Regions from separate parts of the Mus musculus genome. Here region 2 is linked to region 1. The links are chromatin contacts, called in public promoter capture Hi-C maps. All regions are on one chromosome and are shown on one strand. The core of a region is the stretch at or near the end of the contact, and the rest is flanking DNA. Distances in the headings are between cores, read along the strand shown. Region 1 holds the start of Grcc10 (gene rich cluster, C10 gene). Region 2 holds the start of Gdf3 (growth differentiation factor 3).

Region 1 (6,678 bases), core at 409-2,908:
GTTTTGCGTAGCATTGTGTGCTGCCCCGCCCCATCCCTGTGTGTGCACCCCCTCCCTCGGCGATATGTGCCCTTACCCGTCCCACATTAATAATTTATATATATAAATATCTATATGATGCTCTTTAAAAAACATCCTGACCAAAACCAACCAAACAAAAACATCCTCACAGTTCCCCAGGAATATGTCTGTGACGTGTTTTTTATTTGGGGGAGGGTGGTTGCAGTGGGTAGGGTGTTGGGGTGGGTAGGGAGAGAGGTCTGGTTGTTGTAGGGGAAGTGGGAAGGGATGAATGGGGTTTTCTTATGGAAACTTAGGAGTTGGACAAGGCTCTTTTTTATTACTCATTTATTTTACAAGAGTCTTCATGCATACCAGAAGAGAATATCAAATCCCATTACAGATGGTTGTGAGCCACCAAGTGGTTGCTGGGAATTGAACTCAGGACACCTGGAAGAGCAGTCTGTGCTCTTAACCCCCTGAGCCATCTCTTTAACCTGACAAGGCTCTTCTTGATCTTGGATGCTCAGCTATACTTATGGGGTGCCCTGTCCTAGACCTTTAGATTGGGGAGTTCAGGCTCCTGAGGCCGTTCAGAGCAAGAATAGGCGCACAGCAAGCATAAGCAAATCTAAGACCTACTCAGCCCTTGGAAGTACATCACTGACATAATGTGCCACCAGAGTGCTCCAGAGACAGTTTCAGAGATCTGAATCCCTTCTCAGCATAGTTTATGATTTGAAACAGTTAAAGGTGTATAACATGGAGGCCAATAAGATTAGTATTTGTAAAAGATTTACTAATAGTTAGGTGTATGAGCTCATGTCTGCGCTTATGAATGCAAGGCCTCAAAAGAGACCAGAAGCTGTTGGGTCCCTGTAGCTTGGAGTTAGGGCAGTTAGGAATTGCCAAGCAGGGTGAGCCATCTTTGCAACCCCTCTATTTTTAATGAAGCAGGGCCATGGAGCCCAAGCTGGCCTTGAACTTCTCAGCTTTTGTGCTGGTATCACAGAAATGTGGCGCTATGCCCGGTCGGGCCTGATGTTCCAGAGTCTTTGCAGTGTGGGGAACTTGTAAGGATGAGACTACAAGACATCGGGCCACATCGCCTGCCACTACTTAAGTCCGATTCACTTCGGCTTTAGCTCCAAGCCTTTAATCTCGCGAAGCTCTTTTTTTTTTTTTAACAACATAGGAGCTGTGATTGGCTGTTTTCAGCCAATCAGCACTGACTCATTTGCATAGCCTTTACAAGCGGTCACAAACTCAAGAAACGAGCGGTTTTAATAGTCTTTTAGAATATTGTTTATCGAACCGAATAAGGAACTGTGCTTTGTGATTCACATATCAGTGGAGGGGTGTGGAAATGGCACCTTGATCTCACCCTCATCGAAAGTGGAGTTGATGTCCTTCCCTGGCTCGCTACAGACGCACTTCCGCAAGTGTTACAGCTCTTTTAGAATTTGTCTAGCAGGTTTTCTGACTTCGGTCGGAAAACCCCTCCCAATTTCACTGGTCTACAATGAAAGCAAAACAGTTCTCTTCCCCGCTCCCCGGTGTGTGAGAGGGGCTTTGATCCTTCTCTGGTTTCCTAGGAAACGCGTATGTGCTAGAGCCACGCTCTGAGACTTCCGCCTCGTGCGGTCCCGCTTCCTTTCTGCCTCCTCTGGCCTGCATCCGTGGGGGAGGTGGCTGGCTGCAGGGTTCTCCGGATCTCTTCTGTGTTCCCACTACTCAAGCACCGAGTGGCGTTCTATGGCGTCCGCCTCGGCTCAGCCCGCGGCCCTGAGCGCGGAGCAGGCCAAGGGTGAGGAAAGAGCCTAGTCTGGGTGTGGGCCGTCTTCTGGGGGGAGGGCGCGATACTATTCTTTGCCTCTCCAAGTGGGGCCCTTGCCCATTAGGGCGAAGGGTTGGGAGGACAAGCTTATCGGGTTGCTTGCAGGCCTCGGCCCACTAATTCCCTGCCTCTTCCCTCCTCTGGGCTCGCCCGCCGTCCTCCGCGGACCTCTCTGGGATGCTTCCGTCTCGCAGTGGTCCTGGCGGAGGTGATTCAAGCGTTCTCGGCCCCAGAGAATGCCGTGCGCATGGACGAGGCTAGAGACAATGCGTGCAACGATATGGGCAAGATGCTGCAATTTGTGCTGCCCGTAGCCACACAGATCCAACAAGAGGTTATTAAAGCCTATGGCTTCAGCTGCGACGGGGAAGGTGGGTCCCACAGGGCTTGGCAAAGGAATGGACTGGGGGTGGGACGCATGATGATGCCCCCCCCCCCCCCCGATCGATCTTTTTCTCGCCACAGGGCGGCAGTCACATCAAACATTGCCACTCACAGTTCAGGGACTAGACTTAAGCCCCGCCTGAAAAGTTATGGCTCTTGAAGCCAGGCATGGCCACAGTGGCCTTTCATCCCAGCATTTGAGAAGCAGAGGCAGGCAGGTCTCTGAGTTCAAGGCCAGCCTGGTATGTAGGGTGAGGAGTTCCAGGGTAGCCATGGCTATACAAAGAAAACCCTGTCTTGAAAAAACAAAAACCCACCAAACAAAAGTTCTGGCTCTAGAGTCCAAAGCCCTACATAGGCAAGTGTTTCTCCATGGCCCTCGAACTTCCCAGCTCTCCCCGAGTCAGGATCGCAGTAAGTTGCCCAGAATGGCCTTGAACCAGAGACCCACCTTTCTCAGCCTTTTGAGTAAGTGACAGGCTTGAGTCACTGGGCCCAGCTCTAACCTGAACTCTCTCGTGTACCTGAACTCTTTCTTGTCTGCCTTTTGGCTAATAGGTTTGGTGTGGCAGGTTGAGCCCTCTCTTCCCAAGGACAGTTGTTTATTAATTTTGTGTTTGTTTGTTTGTTTGTTTGTTTGTTAGCTAGCCAGGACTACCAGGGAGTCTCTTTCAAATCAGGCTGCTTGAGGCTAAGCTGCTGAACGTGGTTCACCCGAGACTGAAAACATAATGCTTTTTAATTTTTTGTTTGTTTGTTTGAGACAGGGTTTCTCTGTGTAGCCCTGGCTATCTTGGAACTCAATCTGTAGACCAGGCAGGCCTCGAACTCAAGAGACCCACCTACCTCTGCCTCCCGAGTGCTGGGATTAAGGGCAGGCCCAGCTGTTTTAGGGCTTTTTTATATTGCATCCAGTTGTGCCTAGTGAAAACCGGGGCGGGGTTGGTTGAAGCCATGCAGGACATGGGGGTGAATTGTCCTCTATTGCAGATGGCTGCCTGACGAAAGGAGATCTTCTGCTCTAGGGAGCCCCCTTGGCTGCCTCCACACACTGGTCCCCAGCAGTGTGGCTTGACTTGCTTCTGATTGCAGGTGTCCTTAAGTTTGCCCGCCTGGTCAAGTCTTATGAAGCCCAGGATCCCGAGATTGCCAGCCTGTCAGGCAAGCTGAAGGCCCTGTTCCTGCCACCCATGACACTGCCGCCCCATGGGCCTGCTTCTGGAAGCAGTGTGGCAGCCTCCTGAGATTGGTTCTCGTATGTGTGCTGCTGCTGTGGAGGCGGCCCTTGTGTTCCAGAGGATAATAAATGTACTTGTGACTAAACCTTTGTGTCAGTCATTTGTAGTCCTGATTACCCCCTCTTGTTGCCACCCAGCCGCCTCTAGCCTTTCCCCTCCTTTAGACCCTTTCTATCCTCTTCGCTGGGACCAACCCTGCTCTCATGAGACCTAGGGTGTGGGAGGCTAAGATGGGCCTCTTGGTACCCTGGGAGGTTTGCTCACAAAGGTGGCACCTCCTAGAGCAGCGGGCCCAGGCTCTTCTTTGGGCTCTCTGCTTTCCACTGTCAGAGAGGTACTCTTCCGAGGGCGGTCCCTTGGCTAGGGTTACTTCCTGGGCTTTGCTTCTACCCGCCCTCCTTCTGCTCCAGCAGTTTGAGCTCCAGGTAGAACAGCAGGTGGCTCCTCCCCTTCCCAGGGAAGTAGGCCTGGACAGGCCTGAAGCCTGCTGCACTCCTGCAGTCCTCTGGGGAATTTGGCCGTGGTGGGCGGGCGGACTCTGGCCAGCCCCGCCCCACCGTTCTTCTCTCAGAGACCTGTAATCCAGGGGCTTGGCCTCAGAGTCCCATTGGTTTGACAGGCTGGATAGAGGAGGAAGTGGCCAAGAAACGAAATATATTCTTCCTGAAGGTCTGGATCCCTGAACAGCTGTGCCACTCGATTGGCCCCGCCCCCGTCGCCCTTTGCCTGTGACTTCTCCCCACTCCTCCCGGGAGATGTTGTCCCGCGGGTAAGTCCCCTCCACCACTTGTGTGTGTCCCACAGACTCCTGTTTGTCTAGGTGGATGGACATTGTTCACACCCTCAACAAATATGCCTACAAAAATAGTCTACTCCCACTAATACCCCTGCCCTGGGTCCCCGTCCTGTCCCTGTGAACTCTCTCTCCTTACCACAAGATACAAGACCTCCAGGCTCATTTCCTCTGCCTCTTCCCCCGCCCCCACCCCAAATCTTTTCTTATTTTTAACCACTGGCCTGTGGTCCTCCTGCTTCTGCCTCTTGTCTAGGATCTCTTTCCCCCTTGTGTAGCTCGCATCACCTCAGACATGGCAGTCTGAGGGCACATTTGAGAAAGCTCTTCCATTCCTAGACACCCCACGTACCCCCACACACAGACAGTTTGGTTCTTTCACTGTTCCCCAAAGAAAGCAAACTTTGATAGATGAATGGTGAGCAGACATGGTGGACAGGTACTGATGACGATGTTTGTTGGTAATATGAATATGAGGCAGACATGATCTCTGCTTAGAGAGCAGGCATTCCAGCCAGAGATGACAGAGTGAATACACAGGCAATAACTAGGATTATTTCAGATGGCCGAAGCACTAACTAACTAACACGCAGGAAAAGAAGCAGCAAGTGATGTATTCTGGAGACATAATTGGCTGACAGGGAGGGCTTCCAGATGATGTTTGAGCTGAGCTGAGTGATGTCTGGGGACAAATGGGCAAAGGATAGTGTGTTCACCCAAGAAGAAAGCCATGGGCACCTTAGACTTCTGGTGGAGTTTGGGTAGTGAAGGCCCACTCAGAGAGTTCTGGTGACTTTGTGGGTGGTCTGTACAGGGGTCCTGCTGAGTTTGGCTTTTCATACTCATTCAATTCTTTCTGTGTACCCTCTTCCTCCGGTGTGTATCTCGTCCCTGCCGGCCCGGGGGTGGTGCCGAGACTTCCCATCTGCCTTGACAAGGAATCTCCCATTATAGAACCTTTCTTGGTTCTTTAACCTGGACTTGGAAGACCTCTGCTTCGGGGGTCCAGCCCCTGCATGCTTTGGTTCAGCTGCTTTGCTCTGCTTACACCGAACAACCCAAGTGCACGGTTTCCATGACACCTCTGTGTCTTGGTCCATCTGCCCGTGGGGGTGACCTGTATCCGCCATCTCCATCTCCAGGCTTTTCGGTACCCGGCAGCTCCTTAAAGCCTGATGGTGCAGTTGGCAAACAGATCTCTGGCCTCAGACAGCTTTGGGTTTTTTTCACCTTCCCACTCACTGGAACCTCGTGACTGTGGGCAAGTTACCGAATGAGCCTTCAGTTTTCACTTTTGTTTCTAAACTTGGGATAGTCACATCACGAGTAAACAGGATTGTCATGCTACAATAACAGCGATACAGTTGTCTCAGCTGGGAAGAGTGGTGTAGGATGACAGGAGAGGCCGAGGTAGGAGGATCTTGAGTTTGAGGCTAGCCTGGCCACATACAGCAAGATGTCGTCTAAATAAATAATAAAAACAAAGATTAGGGTTATTGGCTAGCAGGCATAAAGCCCCGAGTTGGCTGGCACACACCTGTAATCCCAGAATTTAGGAGGCAGAGGCGGGCGGGTCTCTAACTTCCAGGCTAGCCTGATCTACAGAATGAGTTCCAAGACAGCCGAGGCTACACAGCAACAGAAAACAGTCACTTGCCAGAGTCTATGGGGGATTGATTCCAGAGTGACTGGAAGATACCAAACTATACAAATGTATTTGCATGGAACCCACACCTATACTACTGTGGATTTTATCATCTTTGAGTACCTAATACGATGTAAATACTATGCAAATCATTGTATCGTAGTATTGAGGAAATTGTGGCTAGGGAAAAGGGTCTGTGCCTACCCAGTGGGAGCATACTTTCTGTCTATAGCTGGCTGAACCTGCAGATGCAGAATCAGAAGACAGAATCCAGGGTAAAATGTTGAAGCTGATGACATGAAGCTATGCCACGTAGCCGTTATGTCGTCGAGGAAGACCTCCCAAGGGCAGGCATGGACCATCACATTTGGCCTTCTGTCCCAGGCTTCAGCCTCCTGAATACTGGGGCTACAGGCATGAGCCACCACACCTGGCTGCTTTATTGGCTTTTTAGGTCTGAATTTAGGAAACCTTGTGAAGTTCATTTATCGGGCAGAAATACCAAGATCCAGAGAATTCTAGTACCATATAATGGTGGTATTTTGTCCTTGGTAGGTACCCAGGGCCTCTCTTTCCTGCATCACCATTGACCTTGATGTGTTCTTTTATCTCTTGCTTCCCAAAGGAATCTCTTTCTCTGCTAGACACCACGCATTTATGTTTAGGACTGTCAGCCTCCTTAAGTCTGCTTAAAACAAAGACGAAATCCCAACATCATAGGTGGTCAAAGGCCCTGTGCCTTGCTTCTTGGAAGACTGTTATTATTTTCCTGCCTGGGGAC
Region 2 (6,577 bases), core at 2,917-5,416, 2.1 Mb after region 1:
AGAGCGCCAGATCCCCTACAACTGGAATTCAGTGACTATGGTGAGCTATCATGTGGGTGCTGGGTATTGAATCCAGTCCTCAGTAAAAGCAATAAATCCTCTAAACAACTGAGCCATTTCTCCAGCCCCTGCTTGAAGTGGTTTTATTCTTGTTCTGAAGTAGGTTCTTATGGTGGCTGGCCTTGAATTTGTCTGGCTTTAAATTCCTGAACTGTCTTTATTCTAGTCTCTCGAACGCTGGGTTACAAGCATTCCCCCTCATTCACAGCTTAAAAACACACACACACACACACACACACACACACAAAGAAGGAAGAGGAGGAGGGGGAGAATGAGGAGAGGGAGGAAGAGGAGGAGGAGAGTAATAGAGGAAAATAGGCAACAGAATTTCATATATATATATATATATACATATATATATATATTCCCTGGAATGGTATATATATATATATATATGTATGTATATACCCTGGAATGGTAGTGCAGGCTGGTAATCCCACTATTCCAGACTTGAGGCAGAAGTATCTTGAGTTCTTGGGCAGCCTCGACTACACAGAGAAACATTAAACAAAGAAAACTGAGTGAGGTGGCACCAGGGCACCAAGAGAGGTGACAGTTGCTGTCAGTGGGACCCACAGTGTCTACACACTGTGACTGTGGTTCTGATCCCCGAGGGGTGCTGTCTGGGAGAAGGCCATCAAACACAGAGAGGCCCCAGGCAGGCTCTATATTGGATTGCCTCCCAGGCTCAGTGGGAAGAAGTGCATCTATCCTGAGGAGGCAAGAAGTGTTTGCCGTCCCAAGACCTTTGAGCTTGCTCAGTGTGCACACAGGCTGAGATGAAAGAAGCTCACAGATCAACAGCTCGGCCAGTGTCACCTGAACATACCCACTCAGGACCCTGGGAGGTCAGAAATGATGCCAGACAGGAATCTTCGACGCCCTGTTGAAGAGGTACTCCGTGACCAGAAGTCAAGTGTTAAAAGCAGCACTCTCTCCCCTTTGAAGGGAAACGTTCATACACACACACACACACACACACACACACACACACACACATGTATATATTACATATTATATATAGTATGTGAGTACACTGTTGATCTCTTCAGACACACTAGAATAGGGTATCAGATGGTTATAAGCCACCATGTGGTTGTTGGGAATTGAACTCAGGACCTCTGGACGAGCAGTCAGTGTTCTTAACCGCTGAGCCAGCCCTCCAGCCCAGGTTCTTATAATAGAATAAAGAATAAAATAGTTCAAAATATTCACATTCCAGTTTCAAAAACCATGAGCAGTGTCTTGGGGACAGACTAGCCAGTTATCTTTACAGTAAAAGTGGTCAGACCTGGGGCCTTGCACACACCAGGCAAACCCTGGAATTAACTGTCTGGCAGTTTAAATGAGTTAGACTTTCAATGGACTCTGAGAGTCTTTCTAGTCAGTTTTTTTTTTGGGGGGGGGGGCGGAATAACAGTCAGAAATTCGCTGGGGTGGCAGTGCACCCTGTAACCCCAGTACCTGGATGAGAGAGACAAGAACATCACCAGAAGTTGGAAGCTAGCCTGGACCACACCTAAAGTTCCAGGAAGGTACTGAGAAGATGGCCCAAGGTTAAGAGCACTTGTTCTTATAAAAGACTCCACTTGGTTCCCGGAACTTGCATGGTGGTTCACAACCATCCATAATTCTAGTTCCAGGAGATCCGATGCCTTCCTCAGACCTCTTTTGGCACAGACATATAAGCAGGCAGCACCTACATACATAAAATAAACAGCTCTTAAAGCCACAGCAATGTAAGAAGATCCTATCCAAAAAACAAAATAATAATAATAATAATAATAATAATAATAATAATAACAACAATCCAGGGGTACAACTTTTTTTTTTTTTTTTTTTTTAGATTTATTTATTTATTATATGTAAGTACATTGTAGCTGTCTTCAGACACTCCAGAAGAGGGAGTCAGATCTCGTTACGGATGGTTGTGAGCCACCATGTGGTTGCTGGGATTTGAACTCTGGACCTTCGGAAGAGCAGTTGGGTGCTCTAACCCACTGAGCCATCTCACCAGCCCAGGGGTACAACTTTTAATCCCAGCACTCAGGAGGCAAAGGCAGACAGATCTTTGTGAGTTCAAGGGCAGCCTGGTCTACAAAGTGAGTTCTAGGACAGTCAGGGCTGTTACAGAGAAACCCTGTTTTGAAACCAAACAAACAAAAAGCCCAACCAACCAACCAACCAAAGCAGCAGCAACAGCCTTAAGTGTATGTTTTGCTGTGTAGAGACAGAGTTCCATGGCCTGGAACTTGCTAGGTAGCAGAGGATAGCCTTGAACTCACGACTTGCCTGCCTATGCTGGGGCCACACCCCCCTTTCACCCTGTCGACAATTCTGTGCTTTTCCACACAAAGCTCCTTTGGGCAGTGTGAGTCCCAACCTGCGGACTTCCGACTGGGTCCCTCAACCCGTTCCTGAAGCAAATTTGTTGGTTCTAGCTTTAGTTGAGACAACATTCAGTGAGAGGAAATGAAGAATTTGATGCTGCCCAGGTGATACCGGATGGGACCAGAGCTCACCCCAGGACTGAGATCCTAGTCAAGAAGAATTTGGTTAGACACTGAAATCTAGAAGAGGAATGTAGGCTTTTTTGTTGGGTCGGTTGAGACAGGGTCTCATTTTGCAGCCTAGGCAGCCAGGAACTTCAGAGGCTTTGAGGTTCTTAACCTGTGTCCGCCTCCTAAGCAGCTGGGATTGTTGGACTGTAATCACTAGGCCTGGTTAAAAACATCTTTTTTTTTTTATGTTGGGATTTTTTTTTTTTTACAGTGTTACCCAGGATCTTGAGTATCCACCACTGAGCTACACTGCCAGTTAGTGTTTTTGTACTTAGACTATGAAGTATAAAATTATAAAAATGTATTTTTATTGTTTTTAATTTTGCATAGGTTGTGTGCCTGCATATGGGTATGTGCACATGTGTGCAGGTGCCTGCTGAGTGAGGCCAGATGCGTTCAATCCCCTGAAGACAGCTATAAGCTGCCAGATATGGGCTCTAGGAACCAAATTTGGCTCCTCTGGAAGAGCAGCAAGTGCTTTTAACCACTGAGTCCTCTCTGCATCCCAAACTAAGAGAATCATAGTGAACTGGGCGTGGCAGCACACTGACAGCTCAGTCACAGTTTTCTGGACAGTGTGGAAGGACTACCTAAACCCAGGATTCTGACTCCCCTGGGAAAGATAGCAACCCCACCCCCACTCTAAGTTAGGTCTCAATGTAGCTCAAGCTAGCTTCAAACTTGCTATATGATTGAAGTTGGTATTATATTTTTATTCTTCTATCTCTGCTTCCTGAGTACAGGGATAAGAGGTTTGTAATTAGTTCCTGCAAGACACCATTTCTGGAAGGAAGGAAGGAAGGAAGGAAGGAAGGAAGGAGGGAAGGGAAGGGAAGGGAAGGGAAGGGAAGGGAAGGGAAGGGAAGGGAAGGGAAGGGAAGGGAAGGAAGAAAGCAATCGAGAGAGAGAGAGAGAGAGAGAGAGAGAGAGAGAGAGATTGAGAGATTGATTGATTACAGGGCTAGGAGTGACCAGAGTGCTTGCCTAGCGTGTTTTCAGCCCAGAGTTCCATACCATGCATCTCATCCAATCTCATTGGGAGCGATAGGTAGACTAGATTAGAAGTTCAAACTTGGGCCAGCAAGGTGCCCCAGTGGGTAAAGGTGCTTGCCACCAAGCCTGATAATCTGAGTTCAATTCCTGGGACCCATTCGGAAGACGAGACCAACTCCTGCAAATTGACCTGGGAGCTCCGCCCCTGTACTGTGGCATGCATAACCCACTCACAGGCATAATAAACAAACAAACAAACAAACAAACAAACAAATATCTTGTTAAAAGAGAAACAAGTTGAAGGTCAATCTAGGACACAAGAGACCCCCTCTCAAAATTACACATATAATAAATTATTCTCTACTGTGCTCCCAGAAGTTATCTTATTGCCTTGCATATCACAGACACACTAATGTCTGTGTGTTGAATGAGTGTGTCTTCCTTTTCACTCACGCTGTACACTGCTGACCAACCCGCGGGGAGTAGAAGGAGAAAACACACACACACACACACACACACACACCATCTGTCTTTTCACATTGAATTGCCTCTGAGGGGCTGAGAAGAGAGCAATTCACACTTGATTAGCTCCCAGGCTCCTGAATTGAGCAGAGGAGGCTAGACCGCTGAGCTGCGCACCCCAGAGGCTGCTCTACCCTGGCTCAGACGACCATGCAGCCTTATCAACGGCTTCTGGCGCTTGGCTTCCTTCTGTTAACCCTGCCCTGGGGCCAGACATCCGAGTTTCAAGACTCTGACCTTTTGCAGTTTCTGGGATTAGAGAAAGCGCCTTCACCTCACAGGTTCCAACCTGTGCCTCGCGTCTTAAGGAAAATCATCCGGGCTCGAGAAGCCGCTGCAGCCAGTGGGGCCTCGCAGGACTTATGCTACGTGAAGGAGCTGGGTGTTCGTGGGAACCTGCTTCAGCTTCTCCCAGACCAGGGTAAGGAACCCGAGGGTTTATCAGAGAAAAATCTCAAGTGGGTGCTGTGGAGCAGGGAGGAGGATACAGATGGACACCATGGCTGGCCGGAGTCTGGCCTTGGATCTTGCACATTCTGTCTTGGTTCCAAGATCAGCCCAGAGGAAGGCACGTGTTCTTATCACCTCTCCACGCTAGTCTAACTACCGCGGTGCCGGTTTAGCAGAATTTAATTTACAGTTAACAGAGAGTGGGTTTAGACTATAGGTCAGCATTCCGAGAGCTAGACAATGTCACACCTTGGGTGAGACCGAATTCAAGGTAGGTTTTAAAAGTCAGCGGTTCCCCACCACCTCCCTTCTCTTTTCTCCTGCTTACTCTCTCCCTGTTTTTAATATGTTTTTGTGCATGCCTATCCTAAGAGTTCAGAGGTGTCAGATCCCCTGGAGCAGAAGTTACAGGAGGTTGTGAGCTGCCCAACCGCATGGCTGCTGCGAAATGAGCTCCGGTCCTCTTAAGCATGCAGCCATCTTTCTTTCTATCCCCTCTGTGTTACTTTTGTTAGATGCAAAAGCACGTCTCTTTGTGTAGCCCTGGCTGTCCTGGAACTTGCTATGTATACCTTAGAGCAAGAGCCACCTGCCTCTGCTTCCAAGTACTGAGTGCTAGGATTAAAAGCCAGCACATCTCTTGATTTTATCTATTTATATTTTATTAATTATTTTATTTCATTTTGTTTGTTTCTTCAACACAGGGTTTCTCTGTGTAGCCCTGCCTGCCCTGGGGGTCTCTTTCTAGACCAGCATGGCCTTGGATTCAAGAGACACCCCCTACCTCTGCTTCCCAGGTGCTGGGATTAAAGGCAGGCGCCATCATGCGTGACTTGACTTTTTAAAAATACAGACCAATGGTGTTAATCTAAGGCACAGTTACACTCTTATAAAATTCTGAGGGACTGCCATCCCATAGCTTTTTAAACTGACCACCAAATTGCACAAGCCACCCGTTTGATGTTTGAAAAGTAGTTTCTTCTAGCCTTAGGCTGCGGTCCTTTCTTTCCCTACTTGATTCTTATTCAAAGTTGGAGCCTCTTGGGAGAGTCCACATTCCTGCATTGGCATTCAGATGCGTAGTCTTTCTGGTAACTGTTTTTTTCCTGGCTTGGGTGGATTTTGTTTTGAGACACTATCCTGGTCTGCAGCTCTTTCTTGCAGCTCAGACTGGCCACAAGTTTTACAGCAATCCCCCTGCTGCAGTTTCCCAAGGGTTGAGATTATAAAACGAAGATGAATAAAGGATTTGTCCCTGAAGCCCTTAATGTATACTTACTGGGAGTTAGACTGGAAATGGCCTTGAGAGTGCATATATTATTAAAAGTCTACTCTGTTTCAGAGTTTCAGCTGGCCGTGGTGCACGCGTTTAATCTCAGCACTCCGGAGGCAGAGGCAGGTGGATCTCTTCGCGGCTAGCCTGGTCTACAGCCCAAGTACCAGGACAGCCAGGGCTGTTACACAGAGAAACTCTGTCTCGGAAAACCAGCACCCCTCCCCCACCCCCTCCCCCCAAAGAAAAACACTGCATGGATCTCCGAATTCAAAGCCAGCCTGGTCTATAGCCAAGGCTAGACAGAGAAACCCTGTCTTGGGGAAGGGGGTGGGGAAAGAGTTTTTAGAAGAGAATTAGTTAATAAGAAGGAAAAGTCCAAGATTGGTTTGAAGAGGAAGCTGATGCTGACCCTCCCACGTGGCGGTTGTTCCTTGTAATAAAAGGGTATCAAAGTCATGGGGCGGGGTGTGGGGGCGGAGGCAGAGCTGGAGGTATGAGGGAGGCTACTTAGGAGGTGTGTGTGTGTGTGTGTGTGTGTGTGTGTGTGTGTGTGTGTGTGTGTGTATACGTGTACGTGTATGCGCGCGTGCGCTCGTGGGTGTGATGGGAGGTGCTGGGGATTGCCTAGTGCCCCTGAAGTTCTGGGTTTGAGCTCCCGCATAGTATAAACCAGATGTATAGAAATAGATTTGCTGTCTCAGAACTTTGAAAGTAG

What was found. Promoter capture Hi-C pulls out the DNA fragments that hold promoters and counts their contacts.
Region 2: a contact with region 1 is called in a promoter capture Hi-C map of embryonic stem cells, with 4 times the contacts expected there. The contact joins the promoter of Gdf3 here to the promoter of Grcc10 in region 1. A contact is called at or near these places in 1 of 39 promoter capture datasets (embryonic stem cells), 1 of 484 Hi-C or Micro-C datasets (embryonic stem cells) and 4 of 115 datasets of contacts at active chromatin or transcription factors (bone marrow-derived dendritic cells and embryonic stem cells).

The regions. Positions count from the first base shown.
Region 1 is chr6:124,736,049-124,742,726 of GRCm38.p6, reverse strand. Grcc10 (gene rich cluster, C10 gene) reads left to right here and starts at 1,658. Exons shown (of 3, transcript NM_013535.2): 1 at 1,658-1,807; 2 at 2,032-2,208; 3 at 3,314-3,544. The coding sequence starts at 1,756. The coding sequence ends at 3,465. Rnu7 (U7 small nuclear RNA) reads left to right here and starts at 1,441; the gene lies at 1,441-1,502. It overlaps Atn1 (atrophin 1), which reads left to right. Exons shown (of 10, transcript NM_007881.4): 10 at 1-183. It also overlaps a transcript of Ptpn6 not described here.
Region 2 is chr6:122,607,676-122,614,252 of GRCm38.p6, reverse strand. It overlaps Gdf3 (growth differentiation factor 3), which reads left to right and starts at 4,166. Exons shown (of 2, transcript NM_008108.5): 1 at 4,166-4,557. The coding sequence starts at 4,287.